2 separate regions of the Mus musculus genome follow, and region 2 is linked to region 1. Evidence: chromatin contacts called from public HiChIP or PLAC-seq data. All regions are on one chromosome and are shown on one strand. Each heading gives the region's core, a stretch centred on a gene start, on an enhancer-like site or on the middle of the called end of the contact. The rest is flanking DNA. Distances are from core to core; before and after follow the strand shown.

Evidence for each region. HiChIP or PLAC-seq counts read pairs in DNA pulled down with a chosen protein or histone mark.
Region 2: a FOXA1 HiChIP or PLAC-seq map of pancreatic cancer cells shows a contact between it and region 1. The contact joins two enhancer-like sites. A contact is called at or near these places in 3 of 115 datasets of contacts at active chromatin or transcription factors (double positive thymocytes, memory CD8 T cells and pancreatic cancer cells).

What each region holds. Positions count from the first base shown.
Region 1 is chr2:172,961,787-172,968,807 of GRCm38.p6, reverse strand. No RefSeq gene overlaps it. Among named protein-coding and RNA genes, the nearest start is that of Gm52538, 14 kb to the left of the region's middle. Within about 2 kb of position 3,412, at least 61 of the 459 cell types and tissues checked have an H3K27ac peak or open chromatin away from gene starts, as enhancers often do. A contact at or near this core is called in memory CD8 T cells and pancreatic cancer cells, where this site is marked.
Region 2 is chr2:173,741,178-173,748,198 of GRCm38.p6, reverse strand. The region is part of intron 1 of Vapb (vesicle-associated membrane protein, associated protein B and C); the gene reads right to left. Among named protein-coding and RNA genes, the nearest start is that of Vapb, 7.1 kb to the right of the region's middle. Within about 2 kb of position 3,923, at least 48 of the 459 cell types and tissues checked have an H3K27ac peak or open chromatin away from gene starts, as enhancers often do. A contact at or near this core is called in memory CD8 T cells and pancreatic cancer cells, where this site is marked.

The DNA.
Region 1 (7,021 bases), core at 2,163-4,662:
CTACTGCACCAGGGTACAGGCACTGTTGAGCCCCGACAGCTCTTTCTCACTTTTGAGTTTGGCTTGGCCCAGTGCTGCTGTGTGGATTTTCTTTCTCCATTTCCTGTGTCCTTTTTAGTCTTAGCTATTGAACAGGCAAATGCTGGCATGTGTTGGGGTGTGACCACACCTTGAGATCTGCTCCACAAATAAACCCAGCATTTTTTCTTTTTTTTTTTTTTTTTTTTTTTTTTTTAAGATTTATTTATTTATTATATGTAAGTACACTGTAGCTGTCTTCAGACACTCCAGAAGAGGGCGTCAGATCTTGTTACAGATGGTTATGAGCCACCATGTGGTTGCTGGGATTTGAACTCCTGACCTTCGGGAGAGCAGTCGGGTGCTCTTACCCACTGAGCCATCTCACCAGCCCCCGCATTTTTTCTTTTGATCATGAAAAGTTTCCAAGATATAAAAAGATGTGTGCCACAACACGCCCCTCCCCCATCCCATCCCATCCCATCCCATCCCATCCCATCCCATCCCATCCCATCCCATCCCATCCCATCTCATCTCATCTCATCTCATCTCATCTCATCTCAGCTCATCTCATCTCATCTCATCTCATCTCATCTCATCTCGTCCCTGAGCTGCTATGACACGTCACTGCATTGCCGGTCTTTGATTGTTTCTGCGTCCCTCACTTGTCACCCATCACCTGCTTTATTTTCAAGAGCTCCTTCTGTTTTCAGTGTTTTCAAAAGTTCCAGGTGACCCTGAAACCCACCTGAGGATTTGCAATTTGCAGGCCTGGGCAGAGTTAAATTATTCACATATTTACATTTTTGTTTTTTTGTTTCTTTGTTTGTTTGTTTTTCAAGACAGGATTTCTCTGTGTAGCCCTGGCTGTCCTGGAACTCACTCTGTAGACCAGGCTGGCCTTGAACTCAGAAATCCACCTGCCTCTACTTCCCAAGTGCTAGGATTAAAGGCGTGCGCCACCACCGCCCAGCACGCATTAACATTTTTAAAAGTATTTTGCTGTCCTCTCTAAGATAAGTGGATCTTCTTTCCCAGCTCATCAAAAGAGCACACCACCTAAGTTTCTACCTCACAAGTGTGGGGCAGCTCTGAAAGTGTGTTTAAAGGGCTGGGCAGCTCAGTCACTCAAGTACTTGGCTTTCAAACATGAGGCGCTGAGTCCCAAACACAGGACTCAGGCAAAAATAAGAATGGTGGTGTGTGTATGTGTAGTCTGAGTGCTAGGAGGAAGGCAAGTGAACCCCAGGAGTGAACCCCAGGAGTGAACCCCGGCTGACTGGCCAGCCGGCCTAGCCTAGTCAGTGACCTCTAGGCAAATGAGGGCCCTGATCTCAAAGACAAAGTACATGGCCCAAGGGACTGTCCTCACTGTCCTCAAGCCTCTACACACCTGCATGCACACCTGCTCACACATGCTCACTCTCTCATGCAAATGCACACACACACAGAGTATATGTGCAAATGGGCAAAACAGGTGGAGCTGTGCATGATGGGAATTGCAGTAGTCAGGAGCACTGAGGCAGGACGATAAAGAATTAAAGGGAAGCTTGAGCTATATAGTGAGTTCCAGGCCAGCCTCCACTACATGGTAAGATGTGGCCTCAAAGGGGATGGGGAGAGAACAAAAAGAAGTATATATACAAAGTTCTCATTCCCATCCACCTGTCTGTCTGTTCACTTACTCACCCATCCATCCAGCCATCCGTCTGTCTGTCCATCCATCCATCTGCCCATCCATCTATATATCTACCCATCTGTGCATCCATCCATCCATCCACTCATTCTAAAATATGAGTTCAAATCGGAACCCTAGGCTAGGTGTTGCCTGGAGGCCTCGAAGCCTCTTGGGACCTAGATAGTTGAGCAGGGCATGGTGTTTCATAAGCACCCAGTGAAAATGTGTTCTGTGTTAGCTCCCTTTCTGTTGCTGTAATAAAACATCATTATCAAAAGCAACTTTAAGGAGGGGGGCATATTTTGGTTTATTGTTTGAGAGGGTTAGAGTCCACTAATGGGGAAGGACATAGCATTAGAACAGGGATACATACGAAACAGAGAGAGGGAGAGGGGAGGGGAAGAGGAAACAGGAAGTGAGATGAAGTGTGGATCTTCAAAGTCCACCCTCAGTGACACACTTCCTCCAGCATGGCTCTACCTCCTAAATGTCTCAAAACTGCTACTGGGGACCAAGTGTTCACGCACAGGAGACTCGGGGATATTACTCACTCAAATCCCCACGGCCTGTGGCGTGCTTCTCCAGCAAAGACACTCCTGCATGGTGGCTACTTTATTTCTTGCTTGGTTTTGTGATGATTTCAGTCTACTATGAGTTTAAACTCAACACACAGCTTGTGAAAATTGGAAAGCACTCCAGAAATGTCCAAGTGTATAAAGCCCACCATTTCTGATCTGTGCGATTCAGATTAAACTGTTTAAATGTCTTCAAGCTCTCTTATTTTATTGTACACAGCTGGGAACCGAGCTTGGGCAGGGCTTCAGTCATACTAGTGACAGCCCCAGATAACTGGGGTTCCTGTCCCCCAAGTTTTAGGAAATGTCTCTTCATTTATTTATTTAAAGAAGGGAATTTCTTGAGTTAGTCAATGTGGGGTGCATCCCTGGAGGTTGTGAGGGGTACTGGGCGTGGAACCTAGAACCTCACACAGATTAGCCAAGGGCTTTACCACTGAGCTGTACCCCAAACCCAGGCATACTATTTTTTCTTCTTCCCTCTCTCTCTCCTTCCCTCCCTCCCTTCTTCCTTCCTTCCCTCCCTCCATCCCTCTCTCCCTTCCTGCCTCCCTCCCTCCCTCTCCTCATACCTCGCTCCATTCCTCCCTCCCTCTCTCCATCCCTTTCTCCCTCCCTCCTTTCTTCTCTCTTTTCCTCCCTCGCCCTCTTTTCTTTTGATGTAGGATCTAATATGTAGCCCTAGCCTCTGGTTTTCTCACCTTCACCTGTAGAATCTGAGATTGTAGCACCACACCGACTATCAGGCTTCTAGCTGCAGGGAGCGAGCAATGATACACCCCAGGGTGATTCCATGTCTAAATGCGTCCAAGCAGCCCAGTCATCTCACAGACCCCGGATGCAGAGAAGAAGGTCTGGAGAGGCCTGGGCGGCTACAGAGGACTGGGCCCACCTTGGCTCTCCGTCCCTCCACTGTCTTCTTTTCCACCTTGATGCAACACATTCTGTTCCCTGTCCCAGAAGGCCGTGGTCTCTGGTGGCGCAGGAAGGCTGGCACAGCATCTGAGGCCCTTTTCCCTTACTGCCTACACCTCTGACTCAGAAGGCACGCCCCAACCCAGCCTTCAGGTCACCCCCAGAAAGGCACACTAGCCGCTCTGAGATTCCTTCTGAAAGGTTGGGCAGCTCCTTCCAGGTCACTGCAGTGGAATGTGACCTGTGATCCGGGCAGCCAGGATTCCACAGTTCATCCCCACCCCCTCCTCAGAGCACAGCGCCGGCTGCTTTCCCACAGGCGATTCTGCTGATATTACTTCTCGATCGTGAAGGTCATATAAATACTGAGACATAAATAAATAAATGTTGAAACATGAATGAAAGATGTAAAGTCCTTCCTCAAACACATGAGCAGTTCAGGAATGTTCCTTTACCCTTCCCTTGTTTTCCCTAATGGTGTGTTGTGTGTGTCTCTGTGTGTGTCTGTGTCTGTGTATGTGTGTGTCTGTCTGTGAGTGTAACTATGTGTGTTTGTGTGTGTCTGTGTGTGTGTGTCTGTGTGTGTCTCTGTGTGTGTGTCTGTGTGTGTCTGTGTCTGTGTATGTGTGTGTCTGTCTGTGAGTGTAACTATGTGTGTTTGTGTGTGTCTGTGTGTGTGTGTCTGTGTGTGTCTCTGTGTGTGTGTCTGTGTGTGTCTGTGTCTGTGTATGTGTATGTGTGTAACTATGTGTGTTTGTGTGTGTCTCTGTGTGTGTTTGTGTGTGCACTCACACGTACTCACATGTTCCTGTGGAGGCCAGAGTCATCCTTAGGTGCTATTCCTCTGATGCCAAACACAGAGACTCTCTCTCACTGGGGACCTGAGGCTCACCAATTATGCCAGGCTGGTTAGTCAGTGAACCCCAGAGACCCTCTTCTCTCTGCCTCCCCAGTGCTGCACCCGCACGCCCAGTGCTGCATTGCAGGAGTGCACCCTTACGGGGTCTTCTTCCGTGCCAGCTGCAGAGGCTCCCGGTGAGGCCCTCTCAGTAGGTGCTTAGGAGGCTGACAGGGCTACTCAGTCACAAACGCTCACAGCACTGAAATTCTTAAGTGGTGACACTGAGAAGTGGAATCCGTTTGGAAGGGCAGATGGTACCCTATCAACCGAGTCCTAGGCCTGTCTAACTAAGTACTTCCCTAACAACTGATGAATCTGAGCCTGTGTCTGTGAGCCATATACCAGTAAGGAACCCGAGGCACAGAGAGGAAGGAGAGTTGGCACAGTGAGGTCGCATCCCTTGTTAGAGGCTGCTGTGCCAGCGCAGACTTCTGGGAACATTGTTTGTTTAGTGTCTCTGTGTGGTGCTGGATGTTGAACTTGGGGGCCTCGCTCACATCAGGCAAGCGCTGTAAGCAACACTTTAGTCCAATTTCCAAATGTGTTCCCAGCAGCAGAGCCGTCTCCCTGGTTCAGTGATTGCGGGCGGAAGCTCAGTTACCCAGAGTTCCCTAAATGCTCTGTGGCAGCAAGAGCCAGTCATTAGGTAGGGGTTACCACCACCGCACCAGACATAGAAGTTAGCATCTTAAGATTATGCGGATGGGAGGCAGAGACAGGTGGATTTCTGAGTTCGAGGCCAGCCTGGTCTACAAAGTGAGTTCCAGGACAGCCAGGGCTATACAGAGAAACCCTTGTCTCGAAAAACCAAAAAAAAAAAAAAAAAAAAAAAAGATTATGCGGATGGTCCCAGTAGCTTGAAGAATGTAGCTCCAGTTCGATTTCCAACTGAATGTCTTCTGTGTGCAGGTAATTTTAAGAAGCTCCTGGCTGGGGCTGGAGAGATGGCTCAGTGGTTAAGGGCACCGACTGCTCTTCCAGAGGGGGAGCTGCCATCCTTATCCACGCAGGCAAAACAACAATGCGCATTAAAAAATTAATAAAGTAAACACTTGTTAAGAAGTTCTTGGCCAGCCAGGGGTTTCCTGAGCCACACAGGCCGCCCCTCCCCACAGACACTCGTGGGTGTAGCCAGGGATCTGTTGTCACTGCGGATGGTAGTGTAGATGCTCACGAGGTCTGTGAAGGCAGCTGGGTGACAGGATCCTGTGGAAGGCAAAGTTCTCCCCTCCTGCCTTGCGGAGGGATGCACAGGGCAAGCATCCCACAGGTGTAGAAGCCACTGGGTCTCCGAGAAGAGGAGTCTCTCGGGGTACTCCCGACTACTCCCTGCACTCGGTCTGTGCTCACCTGCCTGTGTGGCCTGAGTCTTTGCCTTCAGGAAGCATGTCGGTCTCTCACCTCTTCTCTGTAAATTGTTTTACCTAGCTGGATAAGCTCAGCGGTACCCCATCTCACAGCTGCCCACCAGAACCTGCAAGTCTTGTTGGGGCCTGAGGCAGGAAGAGGGCTGTGCCCCGGGACTTATCAGGAAGGAGACAGGCACATTACTCATAAGCTTTTGGGGGTGACCAGATGATATTGTATAGACGAAGCTCCCCTCAGAAAGCTGCTTGGGAAGTGTAAGACCCTAAGCCAAGGAGGACAAAGAGTCCCGATGGAGGCAGGAGGATGGGACTGTACCTGGGCATGGCTCTGAGGACAAATGGGAACTGCTTGCCCTGGGTCAGAAAAGCCTGGCCCCTCCGGCCTGAGAGCCACTGCTGAAGTGTGGGAGCCCATGCTCAGAGCGATTTTTGCTTCCTCTGACCACATATGGAGCCCGAACTGGCCTGGTGCTGAGGTTGAAAAAGTTGTCACTGCTGTCTGGGGTCTGGGGATTGGGCCAGCAGAGACAATTGTCCCTCCCACGTCTTCTTTATCAGGATCCCATATAGGGCTATGTGGAGACAGAATCACCTGGATATAGAAAGCCATAGATACTATCAAAGCCTTTCCATGGGGTGTCTTTTCACACACACACACACACACACACACACACACACACACACACACACACGTATGTACTAGATATTTATCTATATATGTATCTGTAATAAACTCTCATCTTTTTAAAGAAAATATTTATTTGTTTGTTTGTTTGTTTATTTATTTATTTAAATGTATGTGAGTATAATGTAGCTGTCTTCAGACACAACAGAAGAGGGCATTGGATCCCATTAAAGATGGTTGTGAGCCACTATGTGGTTCTGGAAATATATATATAAGTACACTGTAGCTGTCTGGCTATCAGATCTCATTACAGATGGTTGTGAGCCACCATGTGGTTGCTGGGATTTGAACTCAGGATCTCTGGAAGAGCATAGCTGCTGAGCCATCTCTCCAGCCCCAAACTCTCACCTTTTTAATGTGAGAAGACAATTTGGTTTTGATTTTGAGAAAAGGTCTCACTATGTAGCTCAGGTTAGACTTAACCTGGAGGAGTGCCTCATCTCAGACTCCCAAGGACTGCAATTGCAATCATGTAACTACATAGCCAGCTTAAAGCACTTCACAGACGCTCCCCAGCACAGAGTGGCAGACTCGGAGGCTTTGAGCTTTGCAGCCCTTGGCAAGCAAAGTACAGAGCGCTTCATCTTCTTGTCTCTGCTTCCCCAGCAGCTGGGACATGTGTGTGGGGTGTGTGCACGCATGTGCCCCCGCGAGTGTGTACCCATGTTCAAGTGTGCGGCCAGAGGTTGACATCCAGTGTCTTTGACAATCTCCTGTCTTATTTTTTACTTCTTATTTTTTTGAGACAGGGTCTCTCTCTCACTGAACCTGGAGTAGGAGAATCCCGCTAGCCTCACTGGTTTCTGTTCTGCACACTCCAGGCATCTGCTTGCATCCACCTCCTCAGCCTGGAGACTGTAGGTGCGAGCCACTTGGCTAACC
Region 2 (7,021 bases), core at 2,674-5,173, 780 kb before region 1:
CCATATAGAGCAAGCCACTTCCCCTAAACACAGTCTAAGTGCACAGAGGAGCCAGCTGAGAGACACCCAGCCTAGGGGCTGGAGTGACCCTAATCAAGGGCCCCAACTTCTCTAGGTTGCAGCTACTGCAATACAAATAATGGCTCATGGTAGTTTTAATCTCTCAAGCTACAGGATTCCCCAAAGTTGCCCCACTTAGCTACAGACAACACAGACCATGGAAGATATGTCTGGCCTTCTGTATCTCTGCTCAACTGGCTTTCTCATTTCACCAATGGGAAAAAGGGCAGCATGTAGCTGGTTGGTTAGGGTGGATTCTAGTCTGGTTTCCCTATTACTGAAGAACCAGGGCCCTCCTCTGCTTTGGGAAGTATGCTCATTCTTCAAGGCTCTGCTCAAACATCTTCTATTTTAGGAAGGGTTATGGAATTCCTTCAGCAGGAGAAACTACTCCTTTCTATTGTGCTTTAACAAGCTGCTGACTTCCATGTGTGTGTGCAGCCTGGCTCTGTCTTCTAGGCTTCCCAGCCCACTATCCATTTCCTATCTCTCCAGGCACATTTCTTTACATATGTACTTGCCACACCTACCCAACCTGCCTGAGACCCACTCTCCCCATTCTGCCCCTCCTCAAGTCTCGAGACAGGGTTTCTCTGTATAGCCCTGGCTGTCCTCAAACTCAGAAATCTGCCTGCCTCTGCCTCCCGAGTGCTGGGATTAAAGGTGTGTGCCACCACGCCCAGCTTCGAGTCAGCTTCTATCACCTGGTGACCGGCAGGTTCTGAGGGCTCCACCCTCAAGACAGTCAGAACCCAAATACCTCTCCTCTTTCATTGCTGCTACTCTGGTCCATCATACCTGTCTCTCTTGTCCTGAAGCTCCCACACCTAGTCCAAATCACCAGACATAACAGGCAGGCCATTTAAAAAATAAATCTCTCCAACTCTTCCTCGTACCCATCACAGCACAGTCTCATCTCTCCAGCAGTCTCCTTGTCTGTGCCCTTAAAAGCTCATCTTACCCCTCTGTCATTCAAGGCACATGGCTGCTGCTATTCCTTGACCTCAGGGACTCACAGCCACCTGCTCTGCATTTGCCATTCCCCCAGTGTCTAAAATATCTTTCCCCAAACATCTCAGGTTTATATAAGTTGTATATAAGTTAATCTTCCAGCTCAAATATCACCAACCTCAGTGAAGTGTCTTCCCCAATGCCCTAGTTAAAATGGAGCCCAGGGGTCAGGATACAGCTCAATGAAAGTGCATATGCCAAGCACGGACAAGGCCCCAAGTTCCATCCCCAGAACCACAAAATCTTTTAAATATTTTAAAATGTAAAAAAAACAAAAATCTTTTTAAATGTTTAAAATAAAACACACAAATAAAAATAAAATACATAAAAGATAAGAACAGAGCTATTGCCAAATCCTTTAATTCATGCCTGTCTTCACCCAGCATTCACCTCCAGCTGATACCAGAGTCCAATTTTCCTCACTGGAAGATGAGCTCCATAGGAGCAGAGGCATGCTGTGGGCAGGAGGAACTGGCAAACTAATGGTCCAGGCTCTGGGTTGGACTCTCAGGCTAGAGAGATGGACACTACTGCCTCCCAAGCAGAAGACTAGAGATAGAGCAACTGGTTCACTGGAATGAAGGAACCATCCATAACTAGGACTGTGACTGAGCATGCAACTGAGACCAACACGGTCTATCTCTAAAATTCAAGTGTGACACGAGCCTGAATCTCAAGGTCTATCATAAGCTCTTCAAAGTAACTTACATTATTCTCCCAACACAGTTGAGGTGTGATGCAAGCTTGAAGGAGCCAACAAATGTTTTTAAGTAGAGAATTCTCAAGGTCACGTTTCAATTAAGGAGGATTTTCTGAGGCAGGCTTGGTGGCACAGGCCTGTAATACTGGCCAACCTAGGAGGCTGAGGTAGGAGCAGAAAAAGTTCCAGGCCTGCCTAGGTGTCTTAGACACACTTCCCTCAAAATATAAAGTTCCCCTTCCATCACAAAGGAAGGCTGAGGATGGAGCTCCAAAGTAGGATGCCTGCCATTCATGGGATCCAGTCAGTCCCCAGCGCTAAAGAAATGAGTCTGTCAACTGTATACACAACAGTTCAAAGTATGGCAGAAGCTGGAAGACTGAGAACACAGTACTACATGCTGAAGGGTGTGTGCAGTGAACAGGCTGGTACTGAGAACACAGTACTACATGCTGAAGGGTGTGTGTAGTGAACAGGCTGGTACTGAGAACACAGTACTACATGCTGAAGGGTGTGTGCAGTGAACAGGCTGGTACTGAGAACACAGTACTACATGCTGAAGGGTGTGTGCAGTGAACAGGCTGGTACTGAGAACACAGTACTACATGCTGAAGGGTGTGTGCAGTGAACAGGCTGGTACTGAGAACACAGTACTACACGCTGAAGGGTGTGTGCAGTGAACAGGCTGGTACTTTAATGATTTAAATGGCGTCACAGGTGTGAGCATGGGGGAAAGGGAATTGAGGATGTCGGCCTAACTGGACGTGAGAACATTCCCAAGACACAGGGTCAGATTCAGAGGTAAGAATCACCAAGGAGGTTGGGGTGGGCTAAGTCTACAGTTTCCAGGACAACCAGGTTGGCAGGAGCTCAACCCAGCCAAAAGAGCCAAAGAACCTCCAGGACCTACAGAGTAGTTAGGGCACTGTGTTGAAACACAGTTGAAAGGGCAAGATAAGAGAAGCCTAAGGCCAGAATCCTGATGTATGGAAACAGAAACAAAAAGAGGCCAGCAAGTCTCCAGGAGAGCCAAGGACAAGTCGGGTAGGCGTCACAGAGAGAAACCTGGTAATGGATAGAGTCCACAGAGGGGTAAAGAGAGGGGTACAAAGGCAAAGAGAAGCTGTGAAGTAATATGTCACTGTACACTCAGCTGTCGTAAAGAATGATCAGCCAAGTGAGGATGGAGGGAGAAGGGCTCTTTTCAGGAAAGGGCACCACAGGTACATGGAACAAGGATGGAGGAGACAGGAGACAAGAGAGGAGAGGCCTGGGGAAGAATCAGGGAGCAAGAAGCCCTGGGCTGAACACACTGTGCCCAGTCGTTTGGCTACACAAGGCTTGGGGAGGAAAGAGACAGGTCCCAACTAACACAGTACACCAAGGAAAACACACAGGGTCAAGTGTGAGACCTCATCCTGGAGCAATGAAGAAGAGAAAGCAAGAGCAAAAGAGAGACAGAGAGCGACAGCGCCTCAGAACTAGGCAGGAGAGCAGGGAAGATGGTCTGTGTCATCAAAGTCCCGTGGCCAAGGTGAGCACAGACTAGAAGGGAGATGACACTGAAGTGAAGTGACAGTCATACTTCATCTGTTAAAGGATACAATCTTTACTCTACTGGCCACTGGGCAACATTAACAAACTTAAGCAAAATATGATTAGATTTGCATTTCTGAAAGTTGTATGTGGAGAAAGACAGGCCTCAGCCTGGAAGATCTGTTAAGAGGCTATTAGTCAGTCAGAGCAAAGCAAGCCTACCACAGAGGGAACAGGGTAGAGGTGGCCACGACAGTCATGGCCTGTCATGGCTGCTCAGCACAGATGTGAGTGCCACTCAATGAGCTGGCAGGAAGAGACGAGGGCAAGGAGAATGTGGTACTGAGGGCACGGATGCTATAAAAGGAAGGATGCCCAAGTACCACAACTGTGGATAAATATCATCCCACACGTGACACAACAGGGTGCACCTCAAGCTACCCTGAGCTCACCGCTAGCTTCATGTCGTCATTCTGGGCACACCAAGTACAGAACCTTAAGCTGCCCTCTACCCACAGGAGGGATGCCACTAGTCACCAGTAACTCACCCTGCCCTGCTTCTCTGCTGAGGGCTCATACAGGAAGGTTCAGGGATCAGCAGGGAAAGGCTGTGCTGCACCTGGGAGGGCTGTTTACCTTAGACAGTGCCTTCTGGGTGACTCACACTCTGTCAGTCTCTGTAAGCTGAGGAAACCTCTATCATTCATGAGCTCTGCTGACACCCAACACCCAAGAGGTGGTTGGAACCACAACCTGCTCTTGTCCAGGGTCTCTGGGGAGGCAGTTATAAATGCCACAGACCCTGACAGGACGGGCTGGTCTTCCCAAGAAGGAAGGGTGCACATGCTGCAGTCACTAGTCTCTACAGGGTCAAAAGATGACCTAACATTAGGAAATTACACATGAAGGAGTGACAGGTCCCTAGCTACTGTGCTGGAGTCACATCAAAACTCTGAAAGGAGTCCTTGCTCTTAGTAAACACAGGCAGGATGGATTTGTGCCTGCCATGCTCCCATAAGTACTCAAAGGACACAGGCTTCATTAAGTTGAACCAAGTGATCTTTCTTGAAAAGATTATTCAAGGCTACCCAGTGAAGGAGAGCATGCAAGTCTTGTACATAATACTTTTTAAAATGTCAGAGCTGGATAGGTGGCTCAGCAGTTAAGAACACTGCCCATTCTCCCAGAGGACCCGGATTTGATTCTCAGCACTCACATGGCAGCTCACAACTGCTCTGAAACTCCAGTTCCAAAGGATCTGACACCTTCCTACAGACACGCATGCATGCACAGACAGCACATAAAAATAAATACATCTTTTTAAAAATTAAACATGGTAAGACCTTCCTTCAAAATAAAAGAAATTACCCTGATGGCCATTTATTCATAGCTGCAAACCTTCCATCTCACTCTACAGAGAATGAAACTGTGTGAACCAGCACTAAGGAGCTATCGTAGAGGGGGTAGGAGAAACATGTACTAAATATCCTTTTAGACAACCAATTTTAAACAGTGAATGTGTATTCTTAATATTATATATAAATAATGAAAAATTTCTTATGAGACTATATACTTTAACAGCAGTGACTCCAGATACCCCATGCATGGGAGAAACCCTGAAGTACCCCTGAGGGCCTGTTTCCAGTCAACAACAGCTTCCGTTTAAAGGATGCATTTAGCATTTTTAAAAACGAGAATTCCAGGAGGTATTTTATTACCACGCCATTACTTTTTAAGATAATCCTGGAATGACCATCTAGTTCAGTGAGCAAGGCTCTCTAAGCCACTTTTGTTTCTGAGGTAGAGCTGCCCAGGTCCCCTGGTAAAGGCTTCAAAGAACCAGTGAACAAGGCCAAAGCTCTCTGGGTGTGATGTGCTGACCGTGCGTGGGCCGAGAAGGCCCTGAAATGACAGAAAACGAGACACGCCGGCACCATAATGCACCCTTGTTTTAGTACAATTCAAGGCTCTTATTTTATGAAAGACTCCACGGCAAGCTCATCCTGACTAATGGAAGGCTCGTCTGTGTTCATCTTCTGTCATCTCGCAGACAGCAGTGCTCCTTCAAGGCCAGGTCAGCCTTCAGATGGCAAAGTTTTACCAAATAGAGAGATAGATGGAGCAGTGTGGGAGGAAGTTCTTCATCTTAAAACTCAAGTTTCTAGTTCTAACATTCTCTGGAACTTACTCCCTTGTCCCACCCCTCATTTCTAACTACTTAGCCTAAGACTGCAGGCACAAAAATCTCTGTGGAGGAAAGGGTAATAATAAAAAATGGCATTAATGCTGCGTAAGAGTTGGGCTCTTTAAGAAGCATCAGTTTAGACTAATTACTTCAATAAGTCAACACAGTGATGAAAAGTTACTAGGGAATTGCCAGGCTGCCCGACACGAGCCCTCACAGAGAACCAGGCTGCCTTCCAAGTACAAGGCCGAGGGCTGCACAAATGTTTTTAAGAAAAAGAAGAAGAGAAGAGAAAGTTACCGTCTAGTTCATTCTTCTCCGAGGGAGAAGGCTTCAGAAGTAAACAGTGCTGTCAGGGAAGATTTAAGTTTGACGCGAGCCCAGTAAACTTAATGCCACTCGCTTTTGTGATGAGCAAGCTGGTTAATAATTAAATACATGAAGATGATCTATTCAGGATGGATTTAAACCACGGCCATAAAGAACCTTAAGCACGCTGCTGACATTTTGTTGTGCTGTAAAGCACTGGCTGCCAACAGGATCCTGAAATGTTAAGGAAACCAGAGCTCTGACCCACTGAGCGAGCGAACGAGCGAGCGAGCAAACAGTGGAAAGGTAATTCCTGCCGGTGAGGACTATAGCCTCTGGTTGGGAGACCACTTCTGGTTTCTTCCCACCACATTTGTATTATACCAACTCCATGACCTGAACTAACAAGTCTAAGACTCTTCTCTCCATACAAAAGACAGTGTCTACCCACAAGCTTGGAGTGCTCAAGTGAGTGCCCCTACCTAGGTACGTAAGCTGCGTCTGACTTCCAAATTGTCACTGGCTTTGAACCAGCTTTTGCCAGAACAAGGCAAGGAGGCCTTGAACCCACAACAGGTTGGTGTCTCAACCCAGTAAGGTGTTTAGCTATCATTCCCGGCTATGACTTCAATAGAACTTGGTGTGGGAGTGTTGACTCCTGGACAATGACCTAAATTATACAAGGCATCACATACCACAGAGGAGATCCAACAGGAGAGAAAGGAAAGACAAACCTTTGAGAGGCTAGACGTAGACATAAGTCAGAGCTCCCAGGAGGATGTAAGAGGCAGTCAGACCCTACCCGGCCTGGATGGAGAAAACAGAAGGGAACGCTCCTACCACAAGCTTCTGAAGCCTTTAACTCTCTCAGGAAGTATGGCTCATGAAGATCAGACTCTGTGTCTTCCCATTAGCAGCCCTCCTCGGTATTCACTACAGTGCAATGTGGCATGGTCCCCAGAAATAAAAAAAGCACAGGAACCTGTAGGCTGTTTTCGTCTGTAATTGTGTGTGCATGTGCATGTACGTGTGTGCATACATGTGTGAATATGTGTGTATGTGTATTGCCTGTGTATTGCATGTGTGTACTTGTGGGTGCATAGGCAGCTGTGTGTATATACATGTGTGTGTACTTGTATGTGCACATGCAGTGTGTGTGTGTGTGTGTCTAGGGATTGAACCAAGAGCCCACTACCACTGAACTATATCACACTTCAGCT